Linked DNA regions of Mus musculus: all the other regions are linked to region 2. Evidence: chromatin contacts called from public promoter capture Hi-C and targeted proximity ligation data. All regions are on one chromosome and are shown on one strand. The core of a region is the stretch at or near the end of the contact, and the rest is flanking DNA. Distances in the headings are between cores, read along the strand shown. Region 1 holds the start of Ahnak (AHNAK nucleoprotein (desmoyokin)). Region 2 holds the start of Fth1 (ferritin heavy polypeptide 1). Region 3 overlaps Asrgl1 (asparaginase like 1). Region 4 holds the start of Ccdc86 (coiled-coil domain containing 86). Region 5 has its middle 47 kb from the start of Scgb1a1. Region 6 has its middle 22 kb from the start of Scgb1a1. Region 7 holds the start of Tmem109 (transmembrane protein 109).

What was found. Promoter capture Hi-C pulls out the DNA fragments that hold promoters and counts their contacts.
Region 1: a contact with region 2 is called in a targeted proximity ligation map of embryonic stem cells, with 5 times the contacts expected there. A contact is called at or near these places in 3 of 39 promoter capture datasets (the 3T3-L1 cell line, cranial neural crest and embryonic stem cells), 3 of 484 Hi-C or Micro-C datasets (the AML12 cell line, the Ba/F3 cell line and cardiomyocytes), 13 of 130 datasets of targeted methods (astrocytes, bone marrow-derived dendritic cells, embryonic stem cells and 6 more) and 2 of 9 other capture datasets (adipose tissue and macrophages).
Region 3: a contact with region 2 is called in a targeted proximity ligation map of acute myeloid leukemia, with 3 times the contacts expected there. A contact is called at or near these places in 2 of 39 promoter capture datasets (the C10 cell line and cranial neural crest), 1 of 484 Hi-C or Micro-C datasets (cardiomyocytes), 7 of 130 datasets of targeted methods (the 230-238 cell line, acute myeloid leukemia, bone marrow-derived dendritic cells and 4 more) and 1 of 9 other capture datasets (embryonic stem cells).
Region 4: a contact with region 2 is called in a promoter capture Hi-C map of pre-B cells, with 5 times the contacts expected there. A contact is called at or near these places in 1 of 39 promoter capture datasets (pre-B cells) and 1 of 130 datasets of targeted methods (pancreatic cancer cells).
Region 5: a promoter capture Hi-C map of pre-B cells shows a contact between it and region 2. A contact is called at or near these places in 2 of 39 promoter capture datasets (the C10 cell line and pre-B cells), 1 of 484 Hi-C or Micro-C datasets (the C2C12 cell line), 2 of 130 datasets of targeted methods (embryonic stem cells and pancreatic cancer cells) and 1 of 9 other capture datasets (liver).
Region 6: a contact with region 2 is called in a targeted proximity ligation map of effector CD8 T cells, with 9 read pairs. A contact is called at or near these places in 1 of 484 Hi-C or Micro-C datasets (the C2C12 cell line) and 7 of 130 datasets of targeted methods (acute myeloid leukemia, astrocytes, bone marrow-derived dendritic cells and 4 more).
Region 7: a targeted proximity ligation map of pancreatic cancer cells shows a contact between it and region 2. A contact is called at or near these places in 1 of 39 promoter capture datasets (liver) and 1 of 130 datasets of targeted methods (pancreatic cancer cells).

The regions. Positions count from the first base shown.
Region 1 is chr19:8,987,681-8,990,613 of GRCm38.p6, forward strand. It overlaps Ahnak (AHNAK nucleoprotein (desmoyokin)), which reads left to right and starts at 1,604. Exons shown (of 5, transcript NM_009643.2): 1 at 1,604-1,749.
Region 2 is chr19:9,981,016-9,984,127 of GRCm38.p6, forward strand. It overlaps Fth1 (ferritin heavy polypeptide 1), which reads left to right and starts at 1,631. Exons shown (of 4, transcript NM_010239.2): 1 at 1,631-1,968. The coding sequence starts at 1,855.
Region 3 is chr19:9,115,256-9,118,195 of GRCm38.p6, forward strand. It overlaps Asrgl1 (asparaginase like 1), which reads right to left. Exons shown (of 7, transcript NM_025610.3): 5 at 1,247-1,365. Among named protein-coding and RNA genes, the nearest start is that of Gm41805, 17 kb to the left of the region's middle.
Region 4 is chr19:10,947,644-10,950,903 of GRCm38.p6, forward strand. Ccdc86 (coiled-coil domain containing 86) reads right to left here and starts at 1,623. Exons shown (of 4, transcript NM_023731.3): 1 at 635-1,623. The coding sequence starts at 1,590.
Region 5 is chr19:9,039,663-9,042,864 of GRCm38.p6, forward strand. It overlaps a transcript of Ahnak not described here. Among named protein-coding and RNA genes, the nearest start is that of Scgb1a1, 47 kb to the right of the region's middle.
Region 6 is chr19:9,064,889-9,068,010 of GRCm38.p6, forward strand. It overlaps a transcript of Ahnak not described here. Among named protein-coding and RNA genes, the nearest start is that of Scgb1a1, 22 kb to the right of the region's middle.
Region 7 is chr19:10,880,286-10,883,221 of GRCm38.p6, forward strand. Tmem109 (transmembrane protein 109) reads right to left here and starts at 1,458. Exons shown (of 4, transcript NM_134142.1): 1 at 1,367-1,458.

The DNA of each region.
Region 1 (2,933 bases), core at 354-2,853, 990 kb before region 2:
CCGTAGGGAGTGTGCTGGGAAGGGAGTAGATTTGGAGGGGGGGGGCTGTTAAGCCAATTGACAGTGTGTTTGTGATGTCTAGTGGGTTTGAGGAGGGGCAGAGAAAGAGAGAGAGAGAGAGAGAGAGAGAGAGAGAGGAATGTTAGTAGCCAAGTCTCTGCTTTGCCTGTCTTTACATGTCCATGCCTGTCTGAATTTCTACCTACATTTCTCTCCACCCTGGTGTGTCCATTACATCTGTGTCTGTTCTCTGTCACTCCCTTCTGTTGTCTCCCTCCCCCCATCGCCTGTACCCTGTGTGGTAACTGGACCTGGACACAGCCCCCAGGGCTGGCAGCAGACTTGGCTGATATTTTTAGCCTGCAAACATGTTTGCCATTTCAGAGGACAGGGCAGGGCTGGTCTCAGCCCCAGCCCACTCATGATCTTGGAGCGAAGGTGCTCCTGCCTCAGGCCAAGGTCTCAGTTCTCCAGCTTGAGGCCTCTTGGGGCATTTGGGAAGGAAGGGAAACTGGAGTGGGCAGCTGGGTAGCCACCTGCCAGAGAGGGTAGAACTCAATAGGGAAGGAGAAAAAGGGAGGTGCGGAGGGGGGATGCAGCCAGAACATCTCTGCAACCCCATCATTAAGCATTTAATAAAATCCACATAGAGTTAGAAGTGGCTGTGGGAAATGGCTGTAAATTGGGGAGCGGAGCAACTTGCAAATGGAAATATGGGGGAGGAGCTGTGAGAGGCGCAGAAGGCCTGGGAATGCAAAGAAAGTGCTGGATCTTGGGTTCCTCAAGCTTACTGGGGCATAGTGGTTCATGCCTTTAGTCCCAGGGTGGCAGAGGCAGGGGAATCTGTAAGGCTGTCAGTTCTAGCCAGTTCTGTGATGGCCGGGCTACACAGTCTGTGCTCCCTCCCCCAAATAAAATACCCAAAAGGCATGGGGGACAGAGTTTACAGGAGAGAGTGAGTTGTTCCATGGTGCGTCCAACAGCTGCAGGCCTGACTGGTGTCGCTGCAATGAAGAACAGCACCGTGGTGTGGTGCATAGGTGACTCCATTCCTAGGGGTCGGATCTAAGTCTTAGAGTCAGTGTGTTTTGTAGAAGAGGAGAGAGCCTGAAGGCGAGGAACGGGGCGAGGCTGCAAGAAGCCTGGGAACTGGGAGAGGAGGCTGGGGCCTGGGATTAATGTATCTGAGCTTGAGAGAAAGCTCAAAGGTCTGTGTGGAGGCTGGAGGTCGAGGTTGAATCATCTGAGCTTCTTGGCTCTTCTGCAGACTAGGTTGACTCTGGATTCCGACTGTGAATCTGTGCCCCTGCGTGCTTCCAGGAATTTCTTGCCGGTGAACACACACACACTGTTTAAAATGGGGTGGGAAGATCCAGAGCCGGGACAGGAGCAATAGATGGGATAGGGGAGGGGAAAAGGCGACGCCTCCTCGTCCCTGAGCCCCCTCAACCTTCTCCCTTCACCGGCCCATTCCAGGGTGGCTTCAGTGTTAGTCGTGCTCTCGGGTCCTTGCCCTATTCGGGCCCCGCCCGGCCCCGCCCTCTCCCCACAGCTCCGGGCAGACCCGCCCGAGTTACAAGAGCCGCCTCCGCGCACGGGGGCCCGGCCACTTGGAGCAGCTCTGCCGCGGGGACTGCACTGTCCGCCCTGCCAGACCCGCCCCGACTGGGGCTCGCCGTCGCCAGCAGTCAGCACTGCGACCTCGGGCCCTTCGCCGGCTATGGCTGCGTCCTGGGGCTGAGCCCGCAGGTAGGGAAGCGGAGCGCTGGGCGGTAAGGTGTGGGGCCAGGGTTCGGGCGACCAGGGGAGAGAGGGACTCGGACAAGGTGCATTTGCGGTAGTGTCACTACGAGGGTTCCGACTGTTGGGAGCAAACCTGGCCGCTTGCGGCCGCCGGGGCAGGCGACGCGTCACGCTTCGGGAGTAAAGCTCTTTCTCCGGAGTTGGGGCCAAGTTTAACTAAGTTAGAAAATCGCTTCGAAGTGTGCTTTGCTGCGCTTTTAGTTTTTTCCCGCGGATGTATTGTCGTTCCAACTGCAGTGCAGGGCGTTCCTGATCTGGTGGTCCCTGACCGATTCCATCTCTTTGGGGCGGCGGCTCAGAGCGCTACTTGGTTCCTATACCATGTTTACTGGAGAAGTTTCCAAGAGCCCCATCGCCCCTCCCGCGCCCCTGCACCGCGTGCCCCCTCTGCTGTCTTTCGCGGCTCCCCACACCTCCATCTCGAACTTCGCGTCCGGATTCCCCTCGGCCCCACCCTGCTCTGTACCACCAGCCTCTCCCTTTCTGGCTCCTAGCGGCGACTTTAACAGCTCCCCTTCAACTGCCCCGCCCTAGTCTTGCCCCTCTGTGTTTCCAGATCCAGAAAACTCCCTTCTTTCTCCAGGGCGTCGGAGCCTGGAAGTTTGCAGCGTGCCTCCCTGTGGGATGGGTGGGAGTGGGAGGGGGGGTGGGGGACATAATTAGGGAGATTCCTGCGCTGGGTGGGCGGGGAGGGGGCTGTGCAATCGACACAGTCCCCAGAACCTCCCTTGCTCCTTCTAGGGGCGGTGCTTTCTCCCCACCCCACCCCACTCCCAAACTCGTCCGGGCGGGATGGCCCCCGCCCCAGCGCCTGGCTGGATTCCAGCAGCCTGAGGAATGTAGTGGTTGGAGCCGGTGACTAATTCAAACCAGAATTCGGGGGTGGGGGTGGGGGTGAGGGGCAAAGCGGAGGGGGAAAGAGGCCGTGTGTAGGCGGTGGGGGCCGGAGCGCAGGGCGTAGGTGAAGGACTTCCCTGCTCTCCTTTGGAACCCTTCACTTTTGCAGTGCGCGCCAGCGGAGAGGGCGGGGGGCAAGATCCTACTGTGGGGTTGGAAAGGCAACATGCTTAGGGTGTGTGCAGAGAGCTGTGTTATGTAAGGCTTTCCCATGCAGGGAGGGGATGTGCAGT
Region 2 (3,112 bases), core at 381-2,880:
CCTACCAGTTTTGTATTGATTTACAGTAATGTTCCTAAAATCAAATGGATATGATATATCCATATTACCTACAGGGTAAAGTTTAATGACTTTTTATGGCTCGCCAGTCTGACTATGTTCTTTCCAGCTCTCCCCAACATGCACTTCGTTTTTCGGGCCAACAAACACACTTTCCTTAAGGTTCCTTGAACAAGGGAAGCATTCCCATGCCTGCCCATTTGCTATTCCCTCTACTTAGAACTCCTTTCCCCACCTCCCTCCTCCACTTTCCAAAGGGAATTTGTTCATCAACTTTAGCTCAGCATCAGTCTCCTAGGGCCATCGTCCTGAAGTCTGACTCCAGGATATTTATCCAGAAGCATCCTGCAGCTAGATTACCACTGAAATCTTTCCTGAAAAGAACATATATAACGTGTAGTTTTAAAAGACTAAGTACTAGTAATGTATTTCAGTAGACGTACCTTAAAAGGGGGGAAGAGGGTTATAATCCCAGCTCTCTGACGAACCAGCCTGGCTTACACAGAGAGTCCCTGGCCAGTCTGGGTTACTGATCCAGTAACTTTGTCAATCTTGCTTCAAAACAATAACAACAAAATCGAAGTCCAACTTCCAGTTTTGAGAATATGAACAGCATCTGCTGGTTCTCCACCTGTGTTAAAGACTAGACAAGGCTGAGCACAAGTGGATGTGGATGGCAGGGCCTAGCAAGACGCAGTGGCTAATCTCTAGTTCTGCTTGCTATCCAAGAATTCGCACCCATTTTGAAGCTGGGCCACAGCTACAAGATAGACACAGTTGGCTTGTCCCTCTGCAGTTTCCTGCACCTGTCACCTGCCATTCTGCAAGCATCAACTTCACTCCAAGGACAAACCCAAAGGTTACTGAGAAAGATAAAGGAGACCATTTTGAAACAGACACACGTAGGTCACTTCTTTACTTTTCTAATCCAGAGACGTCTCTTAATTTCAAGCATCACCAGGGGCTTTCTCAGAAACCTAAATGGTTTGGCCCCAGGATTGCCCTATAGACAGACGGCTGTTGTCCTGCTCTAAGGAGAAATGCGCCTTCTTAGCCTTTGTTTTTTCAACTGTTCTCAGAGCCATGTTTGCCTTAGCAAAAAGCCGGGGTTGCTTGAGTCAGAAGAACAGGGTAGACCCTAACCTCCTCGCCAATAGTTCCCCTACTCCTCCTCTGAGCTTCTCTCCACAGATTCTGAAGGAGGGAAAGCCGCTCTTTCCCAGTCCAACTTATATGTCGTTCGCCATTTACAGCGCCACGCTTCCATTTTCCTATTTGTAAGACGAAGTCGCTGTCTGGTGTATGTCACGACTAACAACACGCACTTTGCCTAGAGTTTAGGGATATCCTGTGAGAATTGAAAATCATCCTCATCGGTACCCTCTGTGCCCATCTGGGACCCAGATGCCTCTGCAGTACGGCTAGATCCAACTACGCCCGCCCCGGGCCACAGAAACAGCGCGCTTGTTGCCAGGCACCGCTCTTGCAGAAGCTCAGAGCCCCTTGCGTCGCCTCACACTCACACAGGCTCCTCCCCGCCCGCGCCCTGCGGGTTTGGGCAACACGCCCACAGGAAGAGGCGGGGCGGCGCGGCCCGCTGCGCTGATTGGCCAGCGCTCGCCTGACGCAGGATCCCGCTATAAGTGCGGCCCGCTGTCCCCTCCTGCGCCAGACGTTCTCGCCCAGAGTCGCCGCGGTTTCCTGCTTCAACAGTGCTTGAACGGAACCCGGTGCTCGACCCCTCCGACCCCCGCCGGCCGCTTCGAGCCTGAGCCCTTTGCAACTTCGTCGTTCCGCCGCTCCAGCGTCGCCACCGCGCCTCGCCCCGCCGCCACCATGACCACCGCGTCTCCCTCGCAAGTGCGCCAGAACTACCACCAGGACGCGGAGGCTGCCATCAACCGCCAGATCAACCTGGAGTTGTATGCCTCCTACGTCTATCTGTCTATGGTGAGTGCGGCCTCCTCAGGGCCACTTGGGGAGCCGGCGGAGGGTGGGTCGGGGCGTGGCCTGCTGCGGGCTTCCCCGCCTTCCAGCGCCCTTCTGGAAAATGGAGTTTGTTCGGGGTTCTTTCCTAAGGCAGGCAGCCCTGCCGTGGCAAGTCTGAGCACATAGCACCTTGTGGCTCCTGCATAGATCAGGCATGTCATTACACCACTTTTTTTTGAAGCCTTAGGGCAGTACGACTGTCAGCCTGGCCAATCAACCCTGCAGTTAGGTGCATTTTCTGCACGCTCGTCCCCTCCGATCACGTGGCCTACAAGCTTCTCTGTTTGGTTATGCATCCTGCTCCAGTTCCTCCTGGAGTATGGCGGGTCTGCTTGGTCATGGTGTCGAGTGGCAGCCTTGGGGCCTGGTGTAAAGAGGCTTATCTCTTGTGAGCTTACTCTTGTCCCCTTCAAAGCAGCCGCCTCCACCTCTCTGCTTATCACAGAGCCTCACTTGCATTGAAACTTATCGCTAGGAATCTCCCCTTCTGTAGTTATCAGTGTCACCCCGACCTTGCATTTACAAGGCATCATGTTACTGTATTTTTCTTATTTTGCATGAGTGTGGCTTACTAACAAGTGGTAGGTACATACTTGTTGGGAAAAGCCTGCTATCAATTGCTGGACAAGGAAGTTTTCCATGTAATAGTTTCTGAAAAACAGGTTTGGGGAAGGCCTGGACTTTGAAACAGGTCCAACTTCTGTGGCTGTCATTCCTGGAATATGAATACACTGAGTGCTTAAAACTGAAAATCAAAGCTTCTCCTAATATATTTGTGCTAAAATGCAATGCCCTCAATTGTTAACAGGGCATGATGCATTAATTTTATAAATCAGTGGTTGTTTGTAGAGCTGGAAGCCTTGTGACCTTGTGTTAGCTACTTTTTACATGATTGGTGAAGGAGGAGAAAAATGGCCTCCCAATGCAGGATACTCTAGCACCCTACCTCTTAGACAAGTAGATTTGGGCTTGGCTTAAATTTTTTTCTCTGCACTAATACCGAGCCGTAGAACACTTGATAAAGCCAAGTCCCAAGGTTTGCCTTCCCATCCTTACTGAACTTTTAAAAGGCCGAGTAGGATGGCTCACAGCCTTTGCATACAGC
Region 3 (2,940 bases), core at 41-2,540, 870 kb before region 2:
TCCTAGGCTCTGACCCCACCTGGCTCTGGGGCCTGGTCAGATCCCAGCTGGGTGTAGGCTGTACTACTGAGCAGCCATATTTTGGCAGGGATTTTGCTAAGGAGAAAAAAGGTGAGTGTTTCATAAGAGTCAGACCTCTGCCTCCGAGTGCCACACCACCTCAACAGGCAGGTCTCTGATTTTTAAAGAGGCTCCAAGAATTTTCTTCAAGACCATTACTGTACAGGGTACAAAGAGTTGCCAAGAGTGTAAATTATCACTAAGAGTAGCACAACATATATAAAAAGTCAAGTTTTCTGCTAAAAGTATAAGCTTTTCCTTTGGGCAGATGGACAAGTTAGCTTTTCTTGAAATGTCATTCAGCTGAAGGGGTCTGTGGGAAGTCCTACAAGAAAGTGCAAATCTACAGAGCAAAAGATGCACTCCTACTGCATGCTGCTTCTTGCTTTGTGCTTGATGTTGATATGAGGGCCATATCAGTCTGTAGGAGTGTGTTACTCATATGTAGTACCTGTAAATATTCTCAGCTCCACCTCCCTCTGTGTGTCTCTCTGTGTGTGTGTGTGTGTGTGTGTGTGTGTGTGTGTGTGTGTGTGCAGGGTGCATGTGGAGAGGAAAGATATATTTCCAGCATCTTTAGTTTTTGGAGAGATGGTCTTTCACTGAGCCTGGAGTTGGCTTGTTTAGCTACACTAGCTGGCTAGCAAGCTATGATGGTCCACTCATTTCTGCCTCTCCCAGGGTTGGGTTACAGATGCCCAGTGCTGCACGAGGCGTTTACATGGGTGCTGGGGATCCGAACTCAGGGCCATATATGTGCACAGCAAATATTTCCCCCAAGTCATCACTCTAGCCCAAGTTTTCAGTTGTTTGTTTTTACATTGTTAATGTGAGCCATGTCTGGGGAGAGGCACTATGTATTTATATTTAGGCTCTGCAAGTGAGTCTGAGGACCCTGAAGCTGAGGCTACAGAGAAGACAGGTATGGCTGCAGCAGCCTGGGACAACTTTAGCATCCTCTCTTTCACTTCCTCTCCCAAGATGTCCCCAAAATGTAATCCATGGGAAACTGATGTGCCTATTAGAAGTCAATACCTCAGAGCAGTGGTCCCCAACAACCCTCTTCCAACCCAAATGCCACTCCTAGAAGCTGTCACCACGAGGGCAGAGGAAGTGACACAGGAAAGGGTGTGAATCTGATGACATGAAGGGCAAGGGAGGAGCATGATCTACCTCTTAGTCCTACCTATGCAAGGCGAGTCTCCAACTCGGCCAACCATTTTATTGACAATCCCCCCAGTAGAGGTTGCGTAAGCCAAGTTTCCTCTGCAGTCCAAGGCAACAGCACCCACAGTTCCTGAGTTTCTGTCAAAAATAAGCAGAAAAGGGAAGGTAATGAAGATGAGAAACAGCCCCTAAGCAACACTGTCCCTTATGTACCATATTATATGTTAAGATTCTGGACTCAAGAAAACAATGTTTCTTACTTTACATGTCACTAGCAGGCAGATTTCTACATGGCTCTTTACATTTCTACCTTAAAGAATACATCCTTCCCAGCTGTCAGGAGGGAGAGGCAGAGGCAGAGGCAGAGGCAGAGGCAGAGGCAGGTGGATCTCTGAGTCTGAGGTTGGCTTGGTATACAGAATGAGTTCCAAGCTAGTTAAGGCTACACAGTGAGACCCTATCACAAAAATTTACTCATTTTAAATGTTTCTTTTACGTTTGTTGTAGCTACCAGAAAAAATTAAACAGCTTAAGTGCTTCTTATTGAGATGGACACATGGGCAAATTTAACCCTTTCAGAGATGGCCCTAATTCACTGGCTACTTTTATAAGGTGGAGGCAAAGAAGTGGACTGTTGCCACTTCAAGGGAACATGATGTAAGTGCTTCATGGTCTAAGTATTCTAAAAGTTACTTTTTATGTAACCCCCGCCCCCCCTTACCTAAGTCCTGCTGTTTGTATCTTTCCACATTACCCAAAAGTATTCATTTCTGATGGTGTCAGGTGCACAGCCAGTCTTTGGGCTGAGAGAGGCAAAAAAGCCTTTTCTTTCTGGAGACTGCACAGTGTTAGTGAGAGGAACAGAGGCCAGGGTTATCAGTCATGCTGAGCCAATTCTGAGTGCCAAAGGTGACCCATGCATTCTATAATTAACTTTCCTGACCTCTCTAAGTTGCAGGATCCAGGGAAAGCCACTTATTTACACCTAAGAGCAGTACTGGCTGGTGCCGCTGTATGATTAGAGGCGTCTTTTGTTTAGTGCTGGGCATCGGGCCCAGGGCTTTATGCACGCACTAAGCATGCACTCTACCACTGAACCCCCAGCTCATACACAACTTTAGAAAGCAATAGGAACCAGCTTTAAAAATAAGCACAAGGCGCTGATCCAGCAGCCTCACTCCCTGACTGCAGTCTACAGAAATAAAAGCCTTAAGTCCTAGGATCTGGGAAACTGAGGAGGAGGAAAATTCCAGGCAAATTCCAGGCTTAGCCTGGGTATATAGCAAAATCCTATTTCAGAGCAAGTAGAAGAATAATAGTGTGTTACTATCTCCAATCTCATAATCTGGAAAGGCATCAGATTATTATCTCAGAGACTTTCGTATTATACCTGCCTGGCCTCTTTTCCTCAGACCCAGCAAAACTGATTCTCTAGGAAAGGGAAACACACACACACACACACACACACACACACACACACACACACACGTATGTGTGTGTGTATATACATAAATATATGTATATAATGCATATGTGTGTGTATGTATGTATATTTATCTGAATATATATATATATATATATATATATACTCTACCTAGGTTATTTGAACATTGGTGTCTGGTAAATTAGGGACTCAGTAGTATTACAAGACTGAATTCTATGCCATTGTGAGCTCCTGTACCCTACTGAATTATTATTATGTTTTTGAGCTAG
Region 4 (3,260 bases), core at 373-2,872, 970 kb after region 2:
CTTTGCAATCAAACCTATGCTCCCATCCCGTGTCTCAGTTAGCCTCCTTGAGCCTTGGCTTCCTCAGATGTACAACACCAATCCTAGTAACACCTGCTCCAAAGGGTAGATGATTACATGTGCTGCTGGCTATGAAAGCCTCTCTCTTTGGCCATCCTTACCGTGATACATAACCAGTGTCCCATGATACATTTTTTATCAAAGACAACAGCTAGCAGACAACAGTGGAAAGGACCTCACTATGTTCATATAATGGCCGCCTTTCTTGCTCTGCCTGCCACACGAGATGTGGCGGACAAGGTAAAGGTGGCACGTCTATAAACCCAGCACTAGGGAAGCAGAAGCAGGTGTATCTCTGAATTTCAGGACAGCCAGTGCTATACAGTGAGACCCTGCCTCATAATAAAAAAAGGATGGGAAGAAAGCTCAAAAGAACACCGTCTAGGGCAGACATTAAAGAAATGATCTTTGAGGATCTATCTCCCTCCCCGACCTTAGGGCATTTTGACATTATGATCGTGTTTGTTAATTTCATTCGGGTGAACTCTTTACAACCCTTGGATTGCATTCAGGCGAAGGCAAGGTCCAAATGTACTAAGAACCCAACACATCACCCATGCTACCCCCACTTTACCTCTTCTTGGAGCGGTCTTTCCACACACGCCCGGATTTGGGCTTCCCTTTCGGAATTACAGGAAGCTCCTCCTTCTCTTTCAATTTCTTGGACGCTGGGGCCTGGGGAGAGGCTATAACTCGCTTCTTTAGGTTGAGACTTTCTGTTACTGTCTCTCCCGCCGGAGGCAGCTTGCCTGGCTCCAACTGGCGCTCTGGGGAGCTAGGTGCCTGGACCGTCAGCTCCTGTGCTGGCTGAGAGGGCTCGGGACCCGGTGCTTGCTGGCCCGGGCAAGGCTCGGGGGATCCTGGGATCACCTCCTCTTTAGCGTGGGCCGCCTCAGAGTCCAGTTCTCCCTGTGGGGGAGGTAATTTGGATGGCTGCTCTCGTTGCGGGGATTCCGGGCTCGACTCTGTCTGTCCTGCAGGTGACTCCAGGCCCAGATCTTGATGAGGTTGAAGGGACCCGGGGTGAGGCTCTGGCTGCCTTTGTGGGGACCCATCGTCTGCATCCTGTCTAGGACCGGGTGATCCGGGGCTCGCCTCTGGCTGAGGTCCGGGAGACGGAAGGCTCAGTGGTGGACAGGGCGATCCGGGGCTCGTCTCTGGCTGAGGTCCGGGAGACGGAAGGCTCAGTGGTGGACAGGGCGATCCGGGGCTCGTCTCCGGCTGAGGTCCGGGAGACGGAAGGCTCAGTGGTGGACAGGGCGATCCGGGGCTCGTCTCCGGCTGAGGTCCGGGAGACGGAAGGCTCAGTGGTGGACAGGGCGATCCGGGGCTCGTCTCCGGCTGAGGTCCGGGAGACGGAAGGCTCAGTGGTGGAACTCTCGTAGACTTGAGCTCTCCTGTTTCTTCTGAGTTCGACTTGAAATCTACAAGAGCCCGTTTCGCCCGAGAGACTTCGGGGACAGGAAGGTTTTCTGGAGACAGAGGTTTTAGGCCTTCCAGCCGCCGGCTGCGCCTCAGCGGCGTATCCATGGCTCACGTGTAGCCTCTGTAGCCTTCGGAACTGTCGGCGCCTTCATATGACGTCAGACTCGTCCATTTCCGTACCGGGCAGGAAGCGCACTTGCGGTAGAGAGACCCGTGGGTAGGCGGAGCCGGGGATGAAGTCGGTCCCGGGAGGCTGGGCTTAGTAGACGCATGCGTGTTGTGCATGAGCTCAGTTACAGAGTTTAGTTGCTTGGTTTCTGCGATGCGTTTTTTGCAAACTGCGAGTTCTTGCAAGGGGATGGGGTGGGGGTATATTATACATACACACACACACACACACACACACACACACACACACACACACACACACATATAAAAATAATTTTTTTTTTCTTGAGAGAAGAGGTTGGAAAAAGGCGGAGGGAGTTTGTAGGCAGAGCCGAATCAGCGCGCTAACTTGTTCTGGAACTGCTGGGCCCGCAAACATCGCCTTTTCTTTTATCTTTTGTAGCACAGTAGCTTTGCGCTGTGTAACAAAGGGGAAGGTCCTGGTGGTCTTCCTGAGTGGGAAATCTTCAGTTTTTGAGTTGTCTCAAACGTTCCCATTCTTTTCACTTCCTCTTCTCTACTAGTGGGCCCAAGTATGCAATAGGTGGTTCTCATCTTTGAACAGTTTCAGTTAATCAGCAAAGTGTCAGGTCTGTGGCCCAGAAAACCTTGACTGCTTGTTGTCAATGTTGGGGGTTCACAACCTGTGCCCGAAGTCAGGTCTAGCTACCTTATCCTCAATAAGCCAATTGAAAGAGACACATTAAAAACTGGAAATCTTTAGAAAAAGGAGATTTATTCAATGTAGTCATACTAGAAAGAGGGGCAAAGAGATTCTGTGAATCACCCAAATTTGACCTCAGGGTTCTAAATTTAGATAAAAAATTTAGATAGAGGGCCAAGGATAAATACATCTGAGTAGTCCTTACCAAGGTATGACTCTGCCCACCATTGGCCCATTATTATCTGGGTTTTAGTCTCATCCTGTAAGGTGGTCTGACAAGCTTTTAGAACTCTGAAATCTTTTTCCAGGAGACAAGTTTCCCCTCTGGCTGGTACCTTTTTCTTCTCCCAGCATGAGAATTCTGGGGAAATTTTCATTTCTTTGGAGTCCTCTGTCTGATTGATTGGCTGATAGGCTAAGAGATGCAGTGTCGAAAGCCTTTAATCCCAGCACTTGGGAGGCAGAGGCAGGCAGATTTCTGAGATCGAGGCCAGCCTGGTCTACAGAGTGAGTTCCAGGACAGCCAGGGCTACACAGAGAAACCCTGTCTCGAAAAACAAAACAAAACAAAACAAAACAAAACAAAACAAAACAATTAAAACCTTCATCTCTGCCGGGATGGTTACTTGCTGATCCAGGAGGAGGCAGGGAAGATGAAGACCCAGAGAAACGTTCCTGTGAGCAAGGTAGAAAGCACAATTCTTGGACACACTCCCTAGGCACTGCCACACATGGAGTCAACCTGAGTCCATTCTTAGGGGTAGGGAATAGTACAGCTTCTACATGTCACTAGAAACTGTAGCACTCGTGTGCTGTAATTATATGTCTGGTATGGGCTGGTATGTCTGGTATGGTATATCTCCCCGGTATGGGCTCAGAGCCCGCATGTTCCTGATTTAAGGGGAGCTAAGGAGTTGTAGTTAGGCACCAAATCTCAGCCTCT
Region 5 (3,202 bases), core at 344-2,843, 940 kb before region 2:
TGCCATTTGCCTGCAGATCACAAGAAGGTTTTGGCATTTCTCTGAGATCTAAAAAACCAGTTTGAGTACAACAGAGCTTGCTGTTGGTCAGCAGTGGTCAGTCATTTTAGTAAAATAGCAGCAAGTCAGTCCATTCAGGTGGAGCTACCTGGGAGCCTGGTCAGTCTGTGGCTTCAAGGCTAATGGTCATTTTGAAGGTGAGATGTTGGAGTGTGGAAACTCAAATTACAGCTGAGGCAGCCATGTTCCTGCAGACCTCGTCGCCCTGTTTCAAGGGCAGCGGAGCAGCCCTGAAGCTGCCGGGCTCTAGGCCGTTTCAGCGCTGTAACATGTGCAGGCTATAATTTGTTTGCTTTTTCTTTCTGTTTGTTTATTTTTAGACGGAGGTGGGGGTCTTCCTGAGTAGCTCATGTTGGCTTGGCGCTTGTGATCCTCCTGCCTCCCCCCCTCCCCCAGTACTAGGATTACAGACAGGCATGTGCTACCACACCCAGTTCATTTTATATTTAAGTGCCTGAGTCATGCTCACACGTGAACTTGGTAAAAGCTTTAAAATAACCTTTTAAAATACCATTTTAACCTTTTTATTTTCTACTAAGAGCAATTTAACCCAGGGCTTTGAAATTTCTAGGCAAGAGTCCTACTATTGAGCTATATATCTCTCATCTTTTTTTCTTTTTCTTCCTACTCTTTCTTCTCTCTCTTTTTTTTGTTTGTTTTTTTGTTTTGTTTTTTGAGACAGGGTTTCTCTGTGTGTGTTCTTGGCTGTCCTGGAACTCACTCTGTATACCAGGCTGGCCTCAAACTCACAGAGATCCACTTACCTCTGCATCCCAAGTCCTGGTGATTAAAGGCACATACCACCACTACCTGGTTCCTTTCTTTATTCTTTTTCTTCTTACCTTTCTTTTTCTTTTTCTTTTTCTTTTTTTTTTTTTTGGTTTTTTCGAGACAGGGTTTCTCTGTGTAGCTCTGGCTGTCCTGGAACTCACTCTGTAGACCAGGCTGGCCTCGAACTCAGAAATCCACCTGCCTTTGCCTCCCAAGTGCTGGGATTAAAGGCGTGTGCCACCACGCCCGGCTTCTTTTTCTTTCTTTTTTTTTTTTTTCAAAAGTTCTCTTGGAATCCAGGCTGAGTTGATCTCAGTATGTAGCAGAGGATGACCTTGAGGCTGGCCTCAAACTTGCTGAATTTGCAAGGATGGCCTTGAACTCCCGATCCTCTGCTTCCACCTTATGAATGCTGGGATTACAGTATGAGTTGGTTGTCACACCTGGTTTATTCATCGTGGGCATTGACTTCAAGGCTCTATGCATGCTGGGCAACCACTTTACCACCCTTCTCCCAAGTCCTGTTTTTAACTTTTTACTTTGAGATAAGCTTCAACTTATATGAACTCATTCTGTAGCCCAGCTTTGAATCCTTCTGCCTTAACCTCCCAGGTAGGTAGAAGTGCAGACCAATTGTAGGTCTATGATACTAGGTCTGCTTTAACTGTTTTTCTTTTTCTTCTTCTCCTCCTCCTTCTCCTTTAAGTCTATTTATTTTATTTGAGAGAGAAGAAAGAGGAAGTGAGACAGAGGGGGGGAGAGAGAGAACTGTGCTTATGTGTGCACCTGCTTCTACATGTACTAGATACATGCCTGGTGTCCTTGGAGGCCAGAAGAGTTACACACAGCTGTGAGCTGCCTTTTGGGTTCTGAAAATTGGACTTGGGTGCTCTGGAAGAGCAGCTAGTGCTCTTAACCTCTGAGCCATCTCTCCAGCCCCTGGCTTTACCCTTTTGGGATATTCACTTCAGTGATATTAAGTACCTGCCTGTGCTTGTGGGATCCTTACCATATGCTACCTCCAGAACTCTTGCCATCTCCCTCAGCTCAAACTCTATAGTCATTAAACACCAACTCCCTATTCCCATTACCCAGCTCCTGGAAACCACCTTCCTTGGTGTGACTCTGTGAATCCCATGATTCCAAGTACCTCATATCAGTGGACTCTAAAACATCTGTTTTTTGGGGTCTGGCTTACTTGTAGTAGTGTTCTGAATGTTACAGCACATGTCAGAATATGATCTCTGTTCTATATTAATAGTAGTTTATTTCTCGTATATGCCACATTTACCTGCTTATCTGTTGATGGATATTTAGGATGCCTTTCTACCTTTTGTGAATAGTTCTGCTATGAGCACTGATGAGCAAATATCTCTTTCGTTCAAAAATTACATTTACTGATGGGCATGATCACGGTTGTGCATACCTCCAATCTCAGTACTTAGGAGGCAGGAGCACGTAGATTTATGTGAGTAAGAGGACAGCCTGATCAACATAGCAAGTTCCAGGCTACCCAGGACTACATAATCTGAGTTACTGTCTTAAACATTTTTTTTTTTTTGCATGTGCCACAATGTGTCAGTGGACATTGGAGGACAACTTTTGGGAGTTGGTTCTCACCTTTCACTGTGAAGATCTGGAGGATGGAGTTCAGATTGTCAGGCTCAGCTGCAACCTTCTTTATTAGCTGAGTCATCTTGGCCCTGCACCCACTTCTTTTCAGTATATATCCAGTAATGGAACTTCTTGATATGGCCCTTAGCTTGTATCAGGTGAACGTTATACATCAGGAGATGTGTGAACACTTGCTGGGAAAGTTCTCCTACCTCCCTACCCTCTACTGCGGTGGCTCACAGAGTTTTGTCTTCATAAATGTCATCTTGTCCAGATGAACAGGTGCTGAGCCCATCTTTTACATTTGATATGCCATTAGCAATTTCCCCCATTCTGTCTTTCCACCTCTATAATACAGTCACTTTTCTGTGACTACCCACAACGGTCCTGATTTGAGCTCCTAACTCTCACCCACACTATGACAGTTGCTTCTGTGTCTTGGACCCTCTGGTCCTTTTTATATCATAGCAACAAGATTGACTTTTTCAAAACATTAGTCAATTAGGCCAACTTATTCTAAATATCTCAAAAAAAATTATGTCATTTACCACTTATACCTTTCTGTGACTCTCCATCTCACTGTGAAACACAGCTCAAGGGCTAGCAATGATTTAAGACTTCTACTTCTACAGCATCTGGCTCCTGCTCTCCATTCCTGATCCTTTGCTGTTCTTTGATTTGACAATCAAATTCCTTGCTATGAACTATGCCTGGAATGCCCTTCTGCTTGGGAAATTCTTCTCTTGGTAAATGTCAC
Region 6 (3,122 bases), core at 258-2,757, 920 kb before region 2:
CCCATCACTTGGCTGACTGGAAAAGGTGTGAAACAACAGAAGATAAGTGTCTGGGAATGAGGAAGTTTCTGGGAGGGAACGAGGCTAGAACAGCCTCCCTCTGACCCCATATCTTGCCTTAGGCTTATGCCATAAATACCTTATGCTCTTAGCTTCCTTTAAACTGCATTCTTGTTCCAAGGATTGACCTGAAGTTTTGGTAGAAAAGAGATGAGACCCAGACCTGTCCTTGATACAACTAAAACTCCACTAAAAAGTGGTTCTAAGACATTTGCTTTTCTTGGAGTTTCTTCCCCAGCCTTTACTGTGAATTTATGTGTGTGTCCATATTCATGAGGAGGCCAGAGGTCAATGTCTGGTGTCTTCCTTGATCATCCACAATGACTTTTGTTTGGTTTGGTTTGGTTTCTTGAGGCAGGGTTTCTTTGTGTAGCTCTGGCTGTCCTGGGACTCACTCTGTAGACTCTGGAGCGGGGTGGTCAGTAAAGCCTGCCAGTAAGACCAAAGGGCTGGGGTTATGAGCAATGCCACCAGCTTTTATGTGAGTGCTGGGGTTTTAGACTTAGCTTCTTATACTTGTTTGTTTGTTTGTTTGTTTTGTTTTGTTTTGTTTCGAGACAGGGTTTCTCTGTATAGCCCTGGCTGTCCTGGAACTCACTTTGTAGACCAGGCTGGCCTCGAACTCAGAAATCCGAAATCCACCTGCCTCTGCCTCCCAAATGCTGGGATTAAAGGCATGCGCCACCACGCCTGGCTGTTCTTTATACTTGTATGGCAGTCACTTTATCTTCTCAGCCCCTAGGCTGGACAGCCTACCTTTCTTCCTTTTGGGAAAGTGAGGATGTTCTAGGCAGGGAGGCAGCAGTAGCATGCAGAGCATGTCTAGCAAGTTCTGTGTGGCATAGCACAGCTGGAGTGTTTTACAGCAGGCAGGGTATAGTGAGACCTTCCTGTGAGGAGCAGGAAGCCACTGGTGGTTTTCATGTAAGAAAGAGACATGAGTTTGCTTTTGTTTTGATCGACATCCTAACCATCAATCATAACAGCAATTATAGTGATCAATAGAAACCATGATTTTTGTGCTAGGCATTAGCTAAAATGCTTCAACATGACTCATCTTATTTAATCCTACCTTAGAGCTGAGCTAGGAGAGTCCACAGAGCCCATTCACTCAGCAGAAGGGCGGAGACAAGCCAGCTGTCCAAACAGGAAGTTAATGCTGTTAACCGTTCCTCAATCTCCCTAAACCTTGGTGTCTTCATGTCTGATCTTAACTTCATAGATATTTTATTCATGTAAAACACTTGGCACAGTGCCTGGAACACTATAACAACGCAGTAAGGGTTAGTCATTGTGACTTTTGTGGCTGTTTCCCACTTTAGAGTGTCCCCTGGTATGCCAGGTGCTGGGTGGTACCAGTAAAATCGCATGGGTTGGAACCAGTAAACTGGGCTCATAAAGCCGTTCCTGTCACTGTAGGGTGAAGAAGAGGGTGTGCTCTCTGCATCTGCTAGTGCACTCTTTGGTTGCCTTGGTAACCAGTCTAGACACCTGGCTCTCCCAGCAGCTGGTGCTTCTCTAGCTCAGGCCTGGGAAAATCTGTGTTGTTCCACAGTGGTTTCTCTGAGTTCATCCCTTTCTTTCCGCTCTGTGTTTCTGCTGCAGCTTAGTGTGTATGCGTGTATGTATGTGTTTGGGTATGTGGGTATGTGTGTGTGTATTTGGGTATGTGGGTATGTGTTCATCTCACAAACGCCATAGTGGAAGATGAGCTGAAGGGAGCAGAGGCAGCAACTGACTCAAATTCATTAGTGGAGAACTCATGAGCACTGGGAGGGTTACAGATGGAAGTAGAGAGAGATAGATTTTAGGAATGTTTTGGATTTAGAGTTGATAGGCTGTGACAATTTAACACCACAAGGAGAAGTGAAGAAAAAGCTTTCTCTCCCCTAAAAACTCAAACACATCCCTTTGTTTTCTTTTCTGCCTTTGTTCAGAGGAACATATCCACCTGTGTGATGTCTAATCTCACTTCTAGGCTGGTCATTTCTAGTTAATTAGCTTCCCTGTTTTTAAATTAAAATTCTTAAAAAATTTTTTTTTTTTGTTTTGGTCTTATATGTCTGAGTTTTTTTTGCCTGAATTTTGTTTTGTTTGGAAACAAATCTCAGCTTGTAGCTCAGGTGGGCCTGGGTCTCTCAGCAGTCCTTTTGCCTTAGTCTCCTGAGTGCTGGAGTTACAGGTGTGTGCTGCTACCCTCTTTTCTTGGCAGGCAAATTCAGCATTTATACAATAGAAGTCAAAACCGGAATCCAGAATGATTCCCTTCCCCTCTCTGGAAGCTGCTTCTCCTCCTGTGAGCGCCACTGTGGTCCAGGCAGAAACAAAACCGTGATGAACTGTGGGTGCTCCCACCTCCCCACCCGCTCCTCCGTGCTCCTCATCTCCCCACCCGCTCCTCCTGCCCCCTGAGGGCAACACCATTACTACTTTGGAAATCCCCACATGGGGCTTCTGTGCAGCCACCTCCGCTTCTCTTCACAGTTTCTCTGCCTCTCATGCAGGTTCTGCATTTCAACCACAGGGGTCTCCAGGGCTACAAATCTGCCTCTCCACCTTGACTTCCAGCTGCCTGGCACTTTCGGCATGACTACTCACTTTCTGTGCTGTCTAAAGTTCTATCTCAGATCTCAGCTTCCTCAATAGCCCCTATGTAAGTCATTTTCTTTATCTTGGCACCCTTGTACTCCCCTAGATGTAGCTAGTCTTTCCTCCCATGCTCTACCAGGGTTCTCACTGTCTGTCAGGATGCTCTTTCTTGGCTTTGCTTGGCCCACGTCTTTCCAATCTTTAAATCCCAGTTAAGTCTTCCCTGCTAGATCACTACTTACCACCCAAGCAGGTTCCACAACCCCATTTACATGGCTGGCTGCTGAGCCCTAGTGACCTGCATGTTTCTGCCTTGCTGGTGCTGGGATTGCACGGGTCCTGGGGACTGAATTTAGCTATTCTCATTTGCATGGCAAGCACTTTACCTCCACTAAGCTATCTCCTCAGCCTGAGGGTAAAAGTTTTGAACCAAGGTAGGATAGTAGATCTCCATGCTTTGAAGGATCCACAGG
Region 7 (2,936 bases), core at 208-2,707, 900 kb after region 2:
TTTCTCGCTATAAATCACTACAGGGGCAAGAACTAACTTGGTGCCCTCTGCTGGCCCCCACGGTTCCTTCACTACTCACTGCAGTCCTGTGGATCTGCAATCCTCACTCTGGATTGCCCATCTGACCTGCCTGACTAGCCTGTTAAACAAGGGTGTTTGCCCCACCCAGGCAACCCACTCAGACCCTCCCAGGGAGGAGCTCAGCCTTTTTGTTTTGTTTTTAAAGCTCCCCAGGATTCCTGAGGCATAATCAAACAGTGGTTGCAAAGATCAGCAACGCAGAGAAAAGTCTACTTTAAGCAAAGCCTCCTAAGAGCTCTCTGTACAAAGGACACAGGTTCAGATCTATCACAAGTTAGCCGCCACTACCTTTACACCTGTTACTTAACCTATCTGAAATTCAATCTCCTCAAATGTAAGTTCTGTTGAAACTGGGTTAAGAGTTACTTCAAGAAGTTAGATAATTTGTGCAAGCACTGTGTTCAAAGTTTGTCCCACAGCCTCCCAGTGACTCTCAGACTAACTTGACATTAACTTTTCTTGGAATCCCCAGCACCTAGCATAGAATGACTAAGTGCTTGCTAAATGAGTATCAGAAGCCCTGCCAAGAAGCCACAAGTGTAGGACATAAAGACATGGAGAGGTGGCGGGGGGGGGGGGGGGAGGGAAGGGGAGGAGGTTATTTGAATAGTCAGTCCAAATATACGACAGCCACATGAGAAGCACAGCTGAGATAGAAGGTCCTAAACGTGGCGAAGTCACCACTAAGGAGAATGAAGTCAGCGTTCTGGCAGGTCGGAGGCAGCCCTCGCTAAACCCCTGACAGCTGCTACCCAGCAACTGTTTGTGGGGCAGGGTGTTTGCAAAGGGGGGGGGGGGGGGTGTGCAGCCTTGCCGCTCCCTTCCCAAGGCCCAGACTCCAGGCAATAGGGTCAGTGGCATGTGCTATTTCGAACAGCACATCCCCTGCCAAGCACTCCATAGTGGCGTCGCGAGGCCCATGAGGTCAGGATACCCTGAGGGGGGCTCCAACTGAGGCGGCAGGAGGCTGGACCATGGGGCTGGGGGAGGTGTGCAGTTCGGCACTGGCCTCATCCCCCAAATCTGGCAGCTGCTCCCTCCGGAGGGCTAGACCTCAGCGCTCGAACCCACTCATCCCGGGAAACACTCTCCTCCAGGGTTACCTAGTAACAACGCCCCTGGTTGCATAGCAACGAGGATCTGGGTCCCATACTTGTTAAGCCCCACGTTCCACGTTCGACCCCTCCCCACTAGGGCTCGCAAGGCCTTGCGGCTCCGCCCTGTTACCTCCTGCAAATCTGTCCTTTAAGCTGCATCTACAGCCCTGGTCTCGGCCCTCACTCACCCTGCTCCGGTCACCGCTATCCTTCACGTGGGACTTCGCTAGAAAACGCGCCACCAAACCGGCGCCTCAACTCCCGGGGTGTTGGTTTATAGTCTGCGCATGCGCGGGGCGGTCGACGGAGGAGACTGGCAGGTCTTTCTGGCAGGCATCGTGGACGCATGCGCTCTGCTCGCTCCATTATGGTTTGTACGTGTTTTTTCCCTCCCAAATATTTCCAAGAGAAGAATGGCGCCGGAAATTGGAGTTGGAACGGAAGCGAAGCCTTTGGCAGGAAAGGGGAAAGAAAGAACTGTCGAGGCTGTGGCGTGGGTAGAGTTGGTGCTCGATGCGGGATTCGGTGCAGATCCGAGTCTACAACGCATTTAGGGCGGCAGTTTCCTCCCGGGAAGTGCAGTTCCTAAGGCGGGGCGCTGGCGAGCACTTGGAGGGCTGAGAAACCTTTCACGCTAAAAATGGCACATCAGGGGGGAAAGGCACAAGGTGTTAGTGGGCACATGAACGGTGTACGGCCTTGGAGAAACTCATATGCTCTGGAAGAGAGCAAAACCTCACCCAAAATGTGTGGGTGACCACCAAAGCTTTGCTTACAATTGTTAGGGAAAGGAAAGCAACCCAGGTGCCCTGGGGTTATTTTGTTTGTTTGTTTGTTTTAAACCTTAGAACACTGAGGTAGCTTTGTGGATGAGGTAGGCAGAGATGTAAAAATTGTTTAAAGGTTTATTTATATGAATACACTGTAGCTGTCTTCAGACACACCAGAAGAGGGCATCAGATTCCATTACAGGGGGTTGTGAACCACCATGTGGTTGCTAGGAATTGAACTCAGGACCTCTGGAGGAGCAGTTAGTGCTCTTCACCGCTGAACCATCTCACCAACCCATAAATTTTAAAATTACGTGTAGTTATGTATTCTATGCATGCGTTCGGGTGTGCAGGCACAATACAATACTCCTATGGAAGTCAGTTCTCTCCTGCTGTGTGGATCCCGGAGATTGAATCCGGGTTGTCAGGCGTGCCTTAGTGGAAAAGATCTCAGGGGTGGTGGGGGTGGGAGTGGTGTTTTTGGTTTCTTTCTAGACTTAGTTTTAGTTTGCAAGTGCCTTTTGGGAAATTAACATAGGCACACATATTAGAAATGTATGGGAACATTGGAAGGGAAAGGAGGACTTCCCTTAGGAGTCTTGTTAAAACCTCCCATCAACTGAGAATCAAAAACTACTTTAGGTGTTTCTCTCTTCCCAGCTGTAAACCTACAAGTTTCTAAGAACTTCACTAGAAACTTACATTTACAGTAAGAAAGACCTGTCCTAGCCCTCCCCTAAAGGGTGCAATCCTAGTGGCTCATAGTTATATTTTACTAGATTATATTCCTAACCCAGTCACTTCTGGAGCCATCCTATAATATCACTAATCAGAAAGAGAGAAAAGGATAAAAAAACCAATTCTTAACAACCCTTTTAAGGCATAACTTGAGAGCTGCCAGGATGTTTTATATGGGCTAATGGTGTGACACTTATTTGTGACTCCCTCTTCAGAATCCTATATAAACACTTGGTTATGTCTTACTCTT